Regions from separate parts of the Anser cygnoides genome. Here region 2 is linked to region 1. The links are chromatin contacts, called in public Hi-C maps. All regions are on one chromosome and are shown on one strand. The core of a region is the stretch at or near the end of the contact, and the rest is flanking DNA. Distances in the headings are between cores, read along the strand shown. Region 1 holds the start of HTRA1 (HtrA serine peptidase 1). Region 2 holds the start of NSMCE4A (NSE4 homolog A, SMC5-SMC6 complex component).

What was found. A called contact is a pair of places that touch in the nucleus more often than the background predicts.
Region 2: a Hi-C map of liver shows a contact between it and region 1, with 2.7 times the contacts expected there. The contact joins the promoter of NSMCE4A here to the promoter of HTRA1 in region 1. A contact is called at or near these places in 3 of 7 Hi-C or Micro-C datasets (granulosa cells and liver).

The regions. Positions count from the first base shown.
Region 1 is chr7:4,933,507-4,940,279 of Taihu_goose_T2T_genome, forward strand. HTRA1 (HtrA serine peptidase 1) reads right to left here and starts at 2,794. Exons shown (of 10, transcript XM_067000489.1): 1 at 2,495-2,794; 2 at 2,247-2,493. The coding sequence starts at 2,734.
Region 2 is chr7:5,154,144-5,160,281 of Taihu_goose_T2T_genome, forward strand. It overlaps NSMCE4A (NSE4 homolog A, SMC5-SMC6 complex component), which reads left to right and starts at 1,655. Exons shown (of 11, transcript XM_013185849.3): 1 at 1,655-2,122; 2 at 3,128-3,208; 3 at 3,783-3,913; 4 at 5,002-5,153. The coding sequence starts at 1,813.

The DNA.
Region 1 (6,773 bases), core at 1,544-4,043:
TGAGAATCACTAAGGGCAAAGAGAGGGGACTGTCACAGGTGGGAACTGAAAAAGACAACAGTTTTATTTCATGGAACACCCATTTTCTACTTGTCCAACTACTAATGCGGTGGGAAGCTTGCTTTCTCTACGTCCCCATTCTCTTGCTTCCCTTGGGTCACTGCACTGTATTCACTAGATTATTTATGAAGACATGTTACTGTGAACACAAAAACATTTCAACAAGGATAATCCATCTGCAGGTAGAAAAAGCACTCTTGAAAATGAACTCAAAATAAAATAAAAAAAATTAACAACTGTAAGGAGCCACATATTAGGCAATGGCTTTTCAAAGCAGCCCTTCATCTGCCTCCAGGGAATGCAGCTTTACAGCCTGCTCTCCATTTCTCTTTATTTTGGAGGTTTTCAGCCAACTCTCCATTTCTCTTTATTCTATGTCCTTTGCATATGAAAAAAGCTCTGTGTGCAGCACTGTTTGCTGTGTACTAGGGATAACCACGTGCTACTGGTTTGCTCTCTAGCACCTTCCTTTTGTCCCTGCTGATACAGAAAAGCAGCCCAGCTCCAACCAGAGGTGCATGGGGACAAAACGAAAGGCTGAAGGCACCCTGGTGGTCCTGCAAGAGCTCCTCTGCCAAGCAGAGCTCTGCACCGGGCCGATTCACCCGACAAGCTCTCTGCACAGCTTACAGCAGATGCACGTTGCTCTCCAGCTCAAACGCTGCGAGCATTCAGCGGAAAAGGCTGCAAGGCAACAATATTGGCTTCAGGAATTGAGAGCTGGAAAGAAAAAATAAATCACAAGGCATTATATTATGTTGCAGATCAGGAAACTGTAGTGTGAAAGCTTTGATTGTCTCCGTCACTAAATGCCAGCAATGTTCCACAGAACACAAGGCAGCTTTTAAACCGGGGGGGGGAAAACAGGGGTACAAAAAGGGACTGTACTGATACAAGAGTTTGATCTCTGAGGCAGGATCGGCGTTCTGCCCAAGCTCAGCACAAAGCTGCTATAAGACAGGATATTATTCTGCTGGAGAGGTGAGGGCTAAATACGGAGAAAAGATTACAGCTGTTTGTAAAGAAAGAAGTGCAGAAATGGTGCAGCCTGCATCCAGAGGATCAGTCCTCAGGGAAACAGCACTCACTAAAACACGACTGACTACCGCTTCAGAAATAAAGCCTTACTGCATGCTGTTTTTACATGTTACCCTCTGAATGTGTCGAGTGGCTTGAAACAAATGCAAAGCCTTAGCTTAAACTTTGATTTAAGCCAATGAGGGCTTGCAAGAAGACGCATCGCAAGGACCATCCCGTGCTTATCGACCTGTGCGTTTCTGCCTTGCTGTGTCACATCCTGCACGAATCGCTCCTAGAAATGAGGCCAAAGACTTGGCCGTGCTGCCCAGCTCGGCAGTCCCGCAGGCAGAGAGGCAGCTGCATAACACGGCCACGCGCCTTTGCCTGGTGCACCAGCGTTCGCCCCCTTAACCCATGCTACTGCGCGGTGCACTCAGCTGTGCCCAGTTCAACTACAATAACAACTAAATAACCATAAAGCCAAAGCAAAAGCACTCAACTTCTTACTATTCGTTATACTGTTACTCCTCAGTGGCCACTCCTGTCCTCCAAAAGCACTGCAAGCCAGCCTCCTGTGCTGTCACTGGTTTCCTCCTCCCTAGCAAACCCATTATTAATAAGCAGAGCGCATCTGCTAAGTTGGGCCAGGGCAGCCGGCTCTGCTCTGCTGTCACGGACACGTTGCGATCAGATTTTAGCAGCTTCTACACTCCTGGTTTTGTTCCCCGTGGCGTTACTTCGTGATGAAGTGCCTGGATGGGAGCGCGCTCCTGCATTTTGCCGAAGCGCGCTGAAGGCGCGCAGACCGGGATCCTCGCCACGCCGACCTCCCAAGTCCTGCAAGTAACTCCCCCGGCTGGAGCCCAGCATCCTCGAGCATCCCTTTATTTTGGGGTGGGTGGGAGGGGAGGTTTAAAGCTGGACGCGGCACCCTCTCCCCCCGATGCGTGGCAGGCTGCAAACCCATATTCTCGCTCTAGCTTCCCACTGGACCCGAGCTCCAGCGGCGAGCCAAGGCCAGTCCCTTCCCCGCAGGCTGCTGCCGCCCGGTGCGAGCCCCATCCTGGGGCGGCGGGGGGGCACCCTGGGGGCCCAGTCCCGACCCAGGGCCAGCACCCAGACCCCTCCGCCCCCCGGGGCACCGTCCCCCCCGCGCTCCCCCTTACCCTGCCCGCAGGCTCCGCGCTGGATGGCGATGACGGGCGGCTGGCGGAGCGCCTCGGCCCGGCGGCTGGCGGCCCGCAGCTGGCAGGGGCTGCCGTAGGTGAGCCCGTCGCTGCCGCACACGGGCTCGCTGCTGGAGCACACGCAGCGCCCGGCGGCCGCCCGCTTGCGGACGGTGCCCGAGGCGGGCACGCCGACCGCCACGACGCAGCGCAGCCCCTCTCCGCACGGCGGGCTGCCGCCGCCGACCGACCGGGGGGGCTCCGGGGACCCCGGGCCCGCCGCAGGGCTCGCCCTCCTCCGCTCCGCACACCCGGCAGCAGCCGCAGGCGTCGGGCACGGCGCCGCCGGGGCAGGAGGCGGGCAGCGGCGGGCAGCGCGACCGCTCGCAGCGCTCCGGGCAGGCGGCGGCGGGGGACGGCGGCGGCGGGGCCGAGGCGGCGGCGGGCAGCAGCGCCGCCAGCACCAGGCTCCAGGCCCACAGCGGCATCGCGGCGGAGGGGGAGGAGGAGGAGGAGGAGGGAAGGAGGGAGGCGGCGGCGGGGAAGGAGGCAGCGGGACGGCGGCGGAGCGGCGGCGGCCGCCTTTAAGCGGCGGGGCGGGGGCGGCGCGGCCGGCGGGGCGGGGCGGGCACGGGGGGAGACCCAGCCGCAACACCCCCCGGCGGGGGTTTTTTTCCGGTTTTTAGTGTTGTTGTTGTTTATTTACTTTATTTATTTACTTTGTCCTATTTATTTATTTTATTCTATTTACTTTAGGCTGTTTATTTACTTTATTCTATTTACTTTGTTTACTTTATCCTATTTATTTACTTTTTAATTTTACTACTCATTTTCATTTATTTAATATTTTTTCTCCCCACACACCCAGCCCACAGAGAATCCCAGAACCATTAAGGTTGTAAAAGCCCCCCAAGATCACTCTGGTCCGACCACCCCCTACCACCAATGTCACCACTGAGCCATGTCCCCAAGCACCACGTCCAACCTCTCCTTGAACACCCCCAGGGACGGTGACGCCACCACCTCCCTGGGCACCCCGTGCCAACGCCTGACTGCTCTTGCTGAGGAGAAATGTCTCCTCGTTTCCAACCTGAACCTCCCCTGGTGCAACTTGAGGCCGTTCCCTCTAGTCCTATCGCTAGTTACCTGTGAGAAGAGGCCGACCCCAGCTCCCCACACCTTCCTTTCAGGTGGCTGTAGAGAGCAATAAGGTCTCCGCTGAGCCACTGGAAAGTGAGCACAGCCCCACTGTTAACTAGGTGTTGACTGACCTTTTGAACAGGCTACCAATATGTAATCATCTAAGTGTATCTTTATCAGGTACCCGCCAACCAAGGACCTAGGGAACTTCACCAACCCTTAGGCCAAATGAAACGCTATTGAACTGAGCTGCTGCCAGTAAATGCGCAGTGCCAGCAACGGCATTAGTACAGAAAAATACAATGGCTTTTCTCCTGCAAACAGTGGAGCAACCAGCCACCGACGCCAGCGGAAGACACCATACCAAGTTCCAGGGAAAAAATCTTAACAAACTGACCACAAAAAGCACTAATGTACTTACTGGGATGCTTGGTTATCTAAAGGCAGAAAAGCATATCGACTCCAACATCCCCAGTCAAATCCCCTTACGGCTGCTGTTTTCCAGTAACTCCTATGCTGCGCAACAAGAGAGATTTCAGGAGAATTGTTTGGTTTCAGAAGTGACCAAAATTGTCATCTGGAACAGCTTGCAGCAAAACTTCCTCACTTGGGTTATTAGAATTGTTACAATGTTTAAAAAGTCTAAAGAAATTTCAAAAATACTTACAAATATTTTAAATGTATGCATATATGTGTGTATATATATATATGTATATTAGATATTTTGGTAAAATGTTCCCAACTTATTATTTATATATCCCTTGCTTATCAGCTACTTTTGATAAACTTCAGTTTTTGAAATAAAAACAAGACTTTAAGGGAAGATGAACAGTTACCAGCACAAAAACATTGGCAATACAAGTTGAGAAAAGACTGCATAAGCATAATCAAGACACTCAGCAAAGCCCAAGCAGGGAATTCCTACAGGCTGTCCCCACCCAGAAAGGCCATCTGCTTTCCTATCACATTGCCTCTGTCAGAGAACTTACAAGAGCTCTTTCAAGCCGCAGCAGCCTTATCTTGGCAGGGAGGAAAAAACTTTGCGCAGCGTGAAAGCTCCTTGTCCCGCCATCCTCTCTGCCTGGACACTCGTACCCCTCCAGCTAAACACCCCTGGGCAGGAACAGACCCCAAAGCACTTCAACCAGTGCCCAGCTGACAGAAACACACTCCAAATAATCATAAGTTAGTAAGTCAACACCCCAGTTCAAAACCCAAACAAAGCGAACGCCTCCTTACCTCAGGTGAGGGTAAATTGGTCAATGAAAGCATAAGTGTTCGCTTAACTCTTCAGCTTAGAAAGTTTACAAATCTTAACCCATATATTTAACTACTTCAAGAACTACTGCAAGTGTGAAGTGTTCTTGCACAGGAGTTTGAAACACCAGCTGTGTCTATTTCTTTTCCATGATGTCTGACTTTTCTCCACAGTTTGTGCCAGCGCTATCAGCTTCGAGCTCTTTTACAGACCATAATACACTAGCCAATATTTTTCCTTACATTAATAGCACAGAAATGTGAAGTACCTTTGTCGATGGGGAGCCAGGGAAGGGTTAAACACTGCACCAAAGGAACCAGAATCTGTCACAAAGTCCTGTGTGGAAAGCGCAAACTAGCAGTTTGCCTTCAAACAAGTGGGCCAGTACTGATAACTTTCAGCTCTCAAGCTTTTATTTTTATTTATTTTTATTTTTAAACCAGGGAAGGATGTGTACCGAGTATTAAAAACCTAGGTTTTTTATGTGAGTTTTACAGGCTTCACATGGATGCACACAGAATTGAAAGCAAACACCTCCCTTTCCAGAATAAGGGAGATACAACCCTAGGGGTTTAATATCTTAGCTAACTGACAAATTTCTTAATTACCCATCTGCATCCACCACCCAAAAGGCCCTATACACCTAGAAGTTGTTTCTCCCCCTTATTGTAACATTTTCACACAAAACAGCTTTCCAAAGCCAGGAGACATCTACCAATACTCAGAGGTGCTTTCACCTGGGAGACTTACAAGTAAAATGTTTCAACTCCTGCTTTTCAAATGGAACTCAATGGCAGGAGACTCCACCCCGAGAGATCAAATGCCATGAGATCCTCTAAAGGAGCACAGGCTTTGATCCTGCTGATAGGGATCCCCAATTTGCCCCCGACATCCCAGCCCAGCCCTCGTGGATCTCCTGCCCCACAGCAAAGCCAGTCCTGCAGGTGACAGTAAGCCTTATCTCACCTATTATGAAAGCAAGTTTTCCTCAACGCCCATGAAGATACTCCCGTGATAACCAAACTGCACCATTTACTGACTTTGAAAGCTCGGTTTTGGGAAGAGCAAAGCTCCTCAGGGCAGAGCTGCTACCTGGGGGCAGCCTGTAGGAAGGAGGGAACACAAGGCAGCAGCACTTGCAGCAGGATTCCTACGCTGCTCCTGCAAGGGGGGCAAGGAGGTGGCTGTGGAGTCAGCATCTGGGAACAAGGGAAGGGGTGGGAAGGAAGAAGAGGTTAAGGGATGAGAAAGTGCACGTGGCAGGGGTTAAGGCTACAGCAGGACAGAAGGGTCCCAGCCAGGACTCTACAGACGCGCTGTTACCACTGCCTATCTGCTACAGACACGACTTGGGCTTCCTGATGGCTCAGTTAGCAGGAGAATGGTGGCCGTGGGAATGCAGTGCGACAGAGTGGTTTAAATTCTTAAAAGATGGGTTCACCTTGCATAGAGATATGCAGAATGACAGTGCTGTTAGATGTTTTAAATGCAAAGCCCTAAATTAAAATGTCAAAGGTGCCACTTTGAAGGGCAATACGCTACTGCTACACCATTAATTACCTTTACAAACGAGCAATAGTTCCTTTTTTCCCTTTTCCCTTCCCCCCAAGAAAGTCTGCACGGAAAATCTGAAGTAGAAAACCAAGGTGGACATGTAGGCCATGATTTGGTTACGGAGCTGGACTCACACTTCACTTTTCCAGAAAGCAACCTTCATTGCTTCAGTGGAACACCCCAGGAGAGCTCCAGCAGCTCGCTGGCTCAGGGCATCAATGGTTGCATAGATTGTGCTCCAAGATACAGATGGAAATTAAAACATTCAGCACATCTGAAAAACTGAAAACTATCCGTAACGCAGAGCAATTAAGACGATCTTTTAAATTTTGTTTATGCTTTTAATCTAAAAATTCCCCAAGTTCCCTTTCTTTCATCCCTCTCCTCAGCCTCAAACGAAAAATAGTTGATCTGGCTAAGAACAGTAATATTTGTCCCACAGCTTCGGAGTGAACTTTTTGGTGCTGATTTCTATATCCCTTACAACGTTGACTTCCTATGAAGCCTAAAATATTAGCATTTGTGTATCAACATATTCCATTAATACAGTCACTTTTTATGAGGGAAGATTCTCT
Region 2 (6,138 bases), core at 405-2,904, 220 kb after region 1:
TGCTAAAAATACTCTAACAAAACTCCATGATGATTAGAGCAACACAATAGTATTAATCACATAATGAAGTACTGTGAAATCTGTTTATATTTTGTAGGATTAATTTGAACTTCTAAGCAGAGAAAACTACAAATAAATTCCTAGGTTCCTTGCAAAGAAAAGGCATATGCTTACACTTAACGAAATTCTTAAAAGTCAACTTCTAATGTTCAGTGTTTTTACTCTAACCATGTATTATAATAATACTCTTCCAATTTGGAATTTCTGTGTCAAATTACATAGGGTAAGCATTTTAAAAAGACAAAATATTGTGGCATATGTTGCCTTTGAAACAATGTTTTTGGTTAAAGTCACCCTTTATGTTAGCTTTTTTGGAGTCAATGGATTCACACAAGGGATTTATTTTGATGGGCAATCCAGTTGCGTGGATCAGCACAGTTCCTGAACAACCGATATTTATGCAACAGTTTTGCTGGTTATGGTGAAGTATGAGAAAATAGTGCCCATTCGTTAGCCCAGTGCTCCCAAGTGGAAGCCAGATCCAGCATTACACTAAGCTCAACTCTAATGATGCTGGTACAGGGAGAAGAATATAACGAGAGAGGTGAAATTATATATTTTAATATGGGTTTGGTCTGTCATATAAACTGCTCATCATTAAATTAAAATTTTAATATAGCTGAATTTTCTAGACTTGTAATGCTTGGTTTTGGATCATTTAAAAATACAGACGGTATTATTTCTTCCAGCCTGGTAAATTAATAACACACATCCTCACATCTAACTTTGGTGTCTTTTGTATAAACAATGCTACTGCTCCTGATTAACTAGCTTACCAGCCTGCTCCACTTCAGAGCATACATTTGTTAACGTACGTGTAATACAATGTATTTGTATTTGTTAATGTATGTGTAATATAATGTATGAGCACAGACCCTTACTTAACGAGTAATTAATCTATGTGTATTATATTGGTCTATTCTCCCAAATGCCTGGTGATAGGACGAGGGGGAATGGGCTAAAGTTGCGCCAGGGGAGGTTTAGGTTGGATATTGGGAAGAACTTCTTTACCGAAAGGGTTGTTAGGCATTGGAATGGGCTGCCCAGGGAAGTGGTTCAGTCACCATCCCTGGAGGTCTTTAAAAGATATTTAGATGTAGCCCTTAGTGATCTGGTTTAGTAGAGGACTTGTTAGTGTTAGGTCAGAGGTTGGACTAGGCGATCTTGGAGGTCTCTTCCAACCTAGATGACTCTGTGATTCTGTGATACGTATAATGGAGATGCCCAGTCAGATGCCTGATCCCTTTGGCCGCAATTTTTACCTCACCTGCCCCTCAGATGTCAGAGAAGCTCGAAGGCAGATGAGCAATCTGGCGGTATTTACCACGGATTCCCACCCGTTTGGTGTTTACCACGGATTTATTTACCACAGCTTCCCACCCCTAACCCCAGTGACAGCTCGGAGCCCTCCCGCCGAGCTGAGGGGCAGGTGCGGGCCTCTCCCAGCCGGCCGCGGAGCCGCCGCCATTCGCGGCTGCATCGCCGTGCGGGCGGCGCCCCCTGCCGGGGCCGTGCCGGCCATAGCGGCCCTGCTCCCGCTCCGTCAGCGAACCAGCGAGGCTCGGCGAGGGGCGGGAAGCCGCCGCCGCCCGCCGCTCCCTCAGCTCGGGCCGCGGCCGCCATTTGCCGCCGCCGCCCGCGGCCCGGCCCCGCCCCGCCGCGGCGCCATCGCAGCCGGTCGCGGCGCCCCGGGGCTCGGCCCCTGCCGCCGCCGCCGCCGCCTCTCTCCTGGCCCCGGGGCAGCGAGCAGCGATGTCGGAGGCGGGCGGAAGCGGCGAGCCGCCCTCCCCGCGGTGTTCCGGCCCGGGCTCCAGCCGCCCCTCGCTGCCCCCCGGCTCCCGCAACGGTTCCGCGTCGCAGCGCAGGCAGCAGCGGCTCTCCGGCGGGCTCGGCCGCCCGCAGGCCGCCGGGGAAGACGACGACGAGGAGGAGGAGGAAGAGGAGGAGGAGGGGGAGGAAGGAGAAGGGCCGCGGGGGTCGGAGGGCCGCGAGGGCCGCGTGGACGAGCGCAGAAGGAGGATGATCCGCAACCAGTACCGGGAGCTGATCTGCAGCGTGCAGCGTGAGCGGGGGGCGAGCAGCGGGGCTGGGACCCCCCCCCGAGCCCTCTGGGCCCTGCCACAGGGCCTTGCGGAGAGCGCTGGGGCTTGTAACAGCTCTCGGGTGGGGGCTCCTGCCCAGACGGGAGGATGGGTTTCTGCTGCTTCCATGGGCATGGGTTACACGGCTGTCATCCGTGTGCATGGAGTTCCCGTTACGTCTGTTCTCTCAGTGAAGTGTGGCAGCGGGTGTTTGAGGAGGCGCTGCCGGGTTTAGCAGGATGTGGTGCTGGTTTCTGCAGGCTTGCCACACTTGTAGGGTTGTTCTGTAAGAGAATGCAGCGCAGTTTATGGATGGTGCACTGTGTTTATATAAGAAAAACAACAGCATTGTGACCATGCATTGAGCACGTTCTTAAAAGAATGTACGTAGCTGTTGAGAATTGGACATCTGAAAGCCTTGTTAAATCGTACTTGTGCCATTATACAATAAGTAGTCATTTTGCCCAGTGATCTTCAGAAATCACCAGGCATACATTTTTCCATTTGCTCTTCATTTGTTTTTTTCCCTGGAAGTCCCTGATTAATGCGAATGTGTAACATGAATGACACAAAGAAAACTACAGTGCCTGGTGGCTGCTGTGGCACAGGTGCAGATATTTAACTGGAACCAACAGGAGTTGGATCTACCGAGTTTTGAGCTTGTAATGAAATGAGTTTTGGAGTGGTGAAGTTGAATGCGCGTACCTAACACAACTTCAGTAGATGATACAGTTCTACGTAAATTCAGCCACGTGAATCATATTTCATTGAAGTAAATGGAAAATTACCCCTTCAAACCAATCTAATGCATTAGCATTAATAAGAACAGAGACTAAACATCTTGCAATGAATGTTTGACCATATTCCATATCTGTTATTTATAAAGGAATATGAACAAGACAGTTTTGAGTAAGGAGTAAGTATGTATTTTTTGATGCGTCCATACTTAAGTAATTTAGGATTTCATTTGTGTCCTTTCCACCTAGAAAATCGTGAGGATATGCTGAGTTCAAAAAGCAACAGACTGACAGAAGCTTTGGAAGAAGCCAATAAACTGTTCAGTGGAGGTAAAACAAATTCTGTAGTCCTTGTTAGATGTGACTGCTTGACAGTTAGTCATGCGTGAGTAAATGATGCATTAGTAAACAAAATGGCAAGAAGATGAAGTTTATATCCAAGTACTTTAGCATAAATATTAATGTATTACTTGAAATAGATAAGCTGAAGAGGAATTGTTTGAAAAAGGTGATATGGGAAAACAAATCTCTCTTTTTTAATGTTTATTTGCAGTTAGAAGTGCTTCTTGCTTGATCTTGTCTTTGCAGGACAATGTATATAAGCCTACCTACACTAATGTCTTGGGCACTACTCGTTTCACTTGGAGGGAAACAAAAAACACGTCAATGAAATATGCATTTTATTCTTCAAGATAACATGTTAGTTCTTCATGCTTGCCTTTGTCAGGCTCATCCTCTTTTCTCATTTTTAATGGAAATATGAGTATTATGTCAGTAATTTCGTTAGAGGTCATTGCAATAAGATGATTTACAAAATATCCTGGGTATAGAGCTTTGTATGCTAAATTTCATTGTTTCTGACAATGACATGTTACTAATATACAGCCTTTTTCTTCTGTAACAGTTTCTTGTGCGCGAGAGGCTGCACTGGATGCCCAATTTCTTGTCTTAGCATCAAATCTAGGAAAGGAGAAAGCTAATGAGTTGCGCTCAGAGATGACAACATTTGATTCACTAACATTTGCAGAAGACTTGGTAAGTTCCAGACTCAGAATTTGCCAACGGTTTTGCTAGAGGTTTACCCTTTTTGTTATAGAATCATAAAAGATTGTCAGGCAGTACCTGACAGTTCTGATATAATTTAAGTCTTCCCATGAATTTCTTTGATTAACTTTCTGCTTAGTTTTGTTAACTGCTGAGTACATGATTTAAAACATTTCCCATTTGCGTAGGGGAGAATCTTAACTTGCAAATGTAGGCATCTCCTCTCCCCCTGCTACTTTATCACAGTTTCGTCAATTCGTGCTCTTATGGTAGTCTTTTATGCTTTCTTTGACCGTGTTCAGTAGTTTCACATTAGTTAACTAGTGTCTTTATCTTGTCCAATGCTTTGTTTGTTTTTGGATGAAGTTTTCAAGGTCCTTTGTGACCCGTGGAATGGGACTTTGTATTATATGGACATTTAGACATGCCATGATTGACTGCTTTTATTGTGGATGGATAGAAGAATGGATTCACAATAGCATTGAAACACTCTTCAAACCATAAAAGGCTGTGCATATTCTCTAGCTTTCATTGTCATCTGTAATATAAGAAACAGGTTAATTGAGGGAGGGGAATGCATTTCTTTGGTTCTAGTGAAATATTGGAAAATGTAAAACTGATTCATATCTGAAAGCTTAAGATCTCTTGAAATGAGATTAAACCTTAGTCCCTATTTTCTTGCAGTCCATGCAATTCTCTTACATGTTGTTTCTGTTTTGACTGACTTCTGTGAAGAACATTCACAAGTCATTCGCTTTTATATGAAAATAATACATTGCTAAGTACTAATGCTGGATTTTGTCATTTAGTTTATATGAAAATGTATATAGATTTAGGGATTTAACTCCCTTTAATCAAAGGGAATTAAATATCAGACAGTGTAGCTCTTGATTGTATATGTCACAAGTCTGAATGTGCTTTTGTTTTCATTATCGTCAGGAATGTCAAGGTTCATTTGTTATACAGTGATATTAAGTACTAATTTAGCAGGACAGACACCATAATACAGTATTTTACCGTTAATCTGTCTGCTCATCTTTCTTGAAGTGAATTTTCATTGCGGTTTTTTTCTTTTGCAGCTAACATTCATGGGTATAAATCGTATAGAAGTAGACGAAAATGATAGCGATACTGAGAACGTTTCAGCTGGCTATTTACCTAGTAATGCCTGGCATAAGCTGGGAGAAGAAGCAGAAAAGTACTTCAGAAGAGCACCTTCCTTTCACTACATGTAAGTTTATTTAAGGAAATACTGTATACTGCAGCACAGGCTAATGGCCCTAGTTGGTGTTCATTCTGAAAACCAAATTTCTTACCTTTAATGCCCTGTTCTTGAGTAGAGTTTAATCTCCGATCAGAAAGTGTTAACAAGAGCTTCTACATGGCCTCTGTTCTTCTGGTATGGTGAACTCCTTATCTTCAAAATTTGTCATATTTATTTGATTCTGCTTTTGGCCTGGATACAAAAATATCATTTGTATATAGCAGGGGTAGCAAGGTACATCTGATTTATCAGTTTCAAACTAAAACCAGAAGATGTAAGTGTCCCTCTTTCCTTCGAAAGCTGACTCTTCTGTCCCTTTTCTCTCCCTGTACAAGCTGCAGGCAAAAGTACAAATTGAGGAACCTTTATTTTTCCCTCCAGACATTTACAGAACTTGATGAACGGTCTTCCCGTATCTTTGCCCGGTTATGGTAATATACTGAAGAGACCAGCACTACATCTCACGTCTGTGTTAATGGGTTGTCTTTTGCTTCTTGCTGTGCCTTCAGAAGAGAAACCACCTGATTGCTTGCAGGTGGCCTTTTGTAGGATCAGTGTCATCTCTTTTTATGCTTTAGGCAATCTATTCAGTAGGACTTTTTAGCTGCTGTGAAATGACCATTAGTCATTTGGCTTATAGCCAACACTTCAATTTCAATCTCTCAAACTCAGCCTACAATAGCAGGATCTATTTTTATTAAAATATCTGCAGTAGAGTTGGCAGAGTATTATTCAGTTGTCTATGCTTCTGCGCTTCTTCCACTCCCTAATTTTAAGAAATTTGCTGGATTCAATAATGTGCTTGTACAGTATCTGATACTTGATGTTGGATTACTACTTGAAATATTTCAAATTTGTTTCCACTTTCCAGATTAAAGTTCTAAGTGTAAAATTTTCTAGTGATTTTTATGATCTTGAGACAAAACTGACTGCAAGACTTGTTTTATTCCCC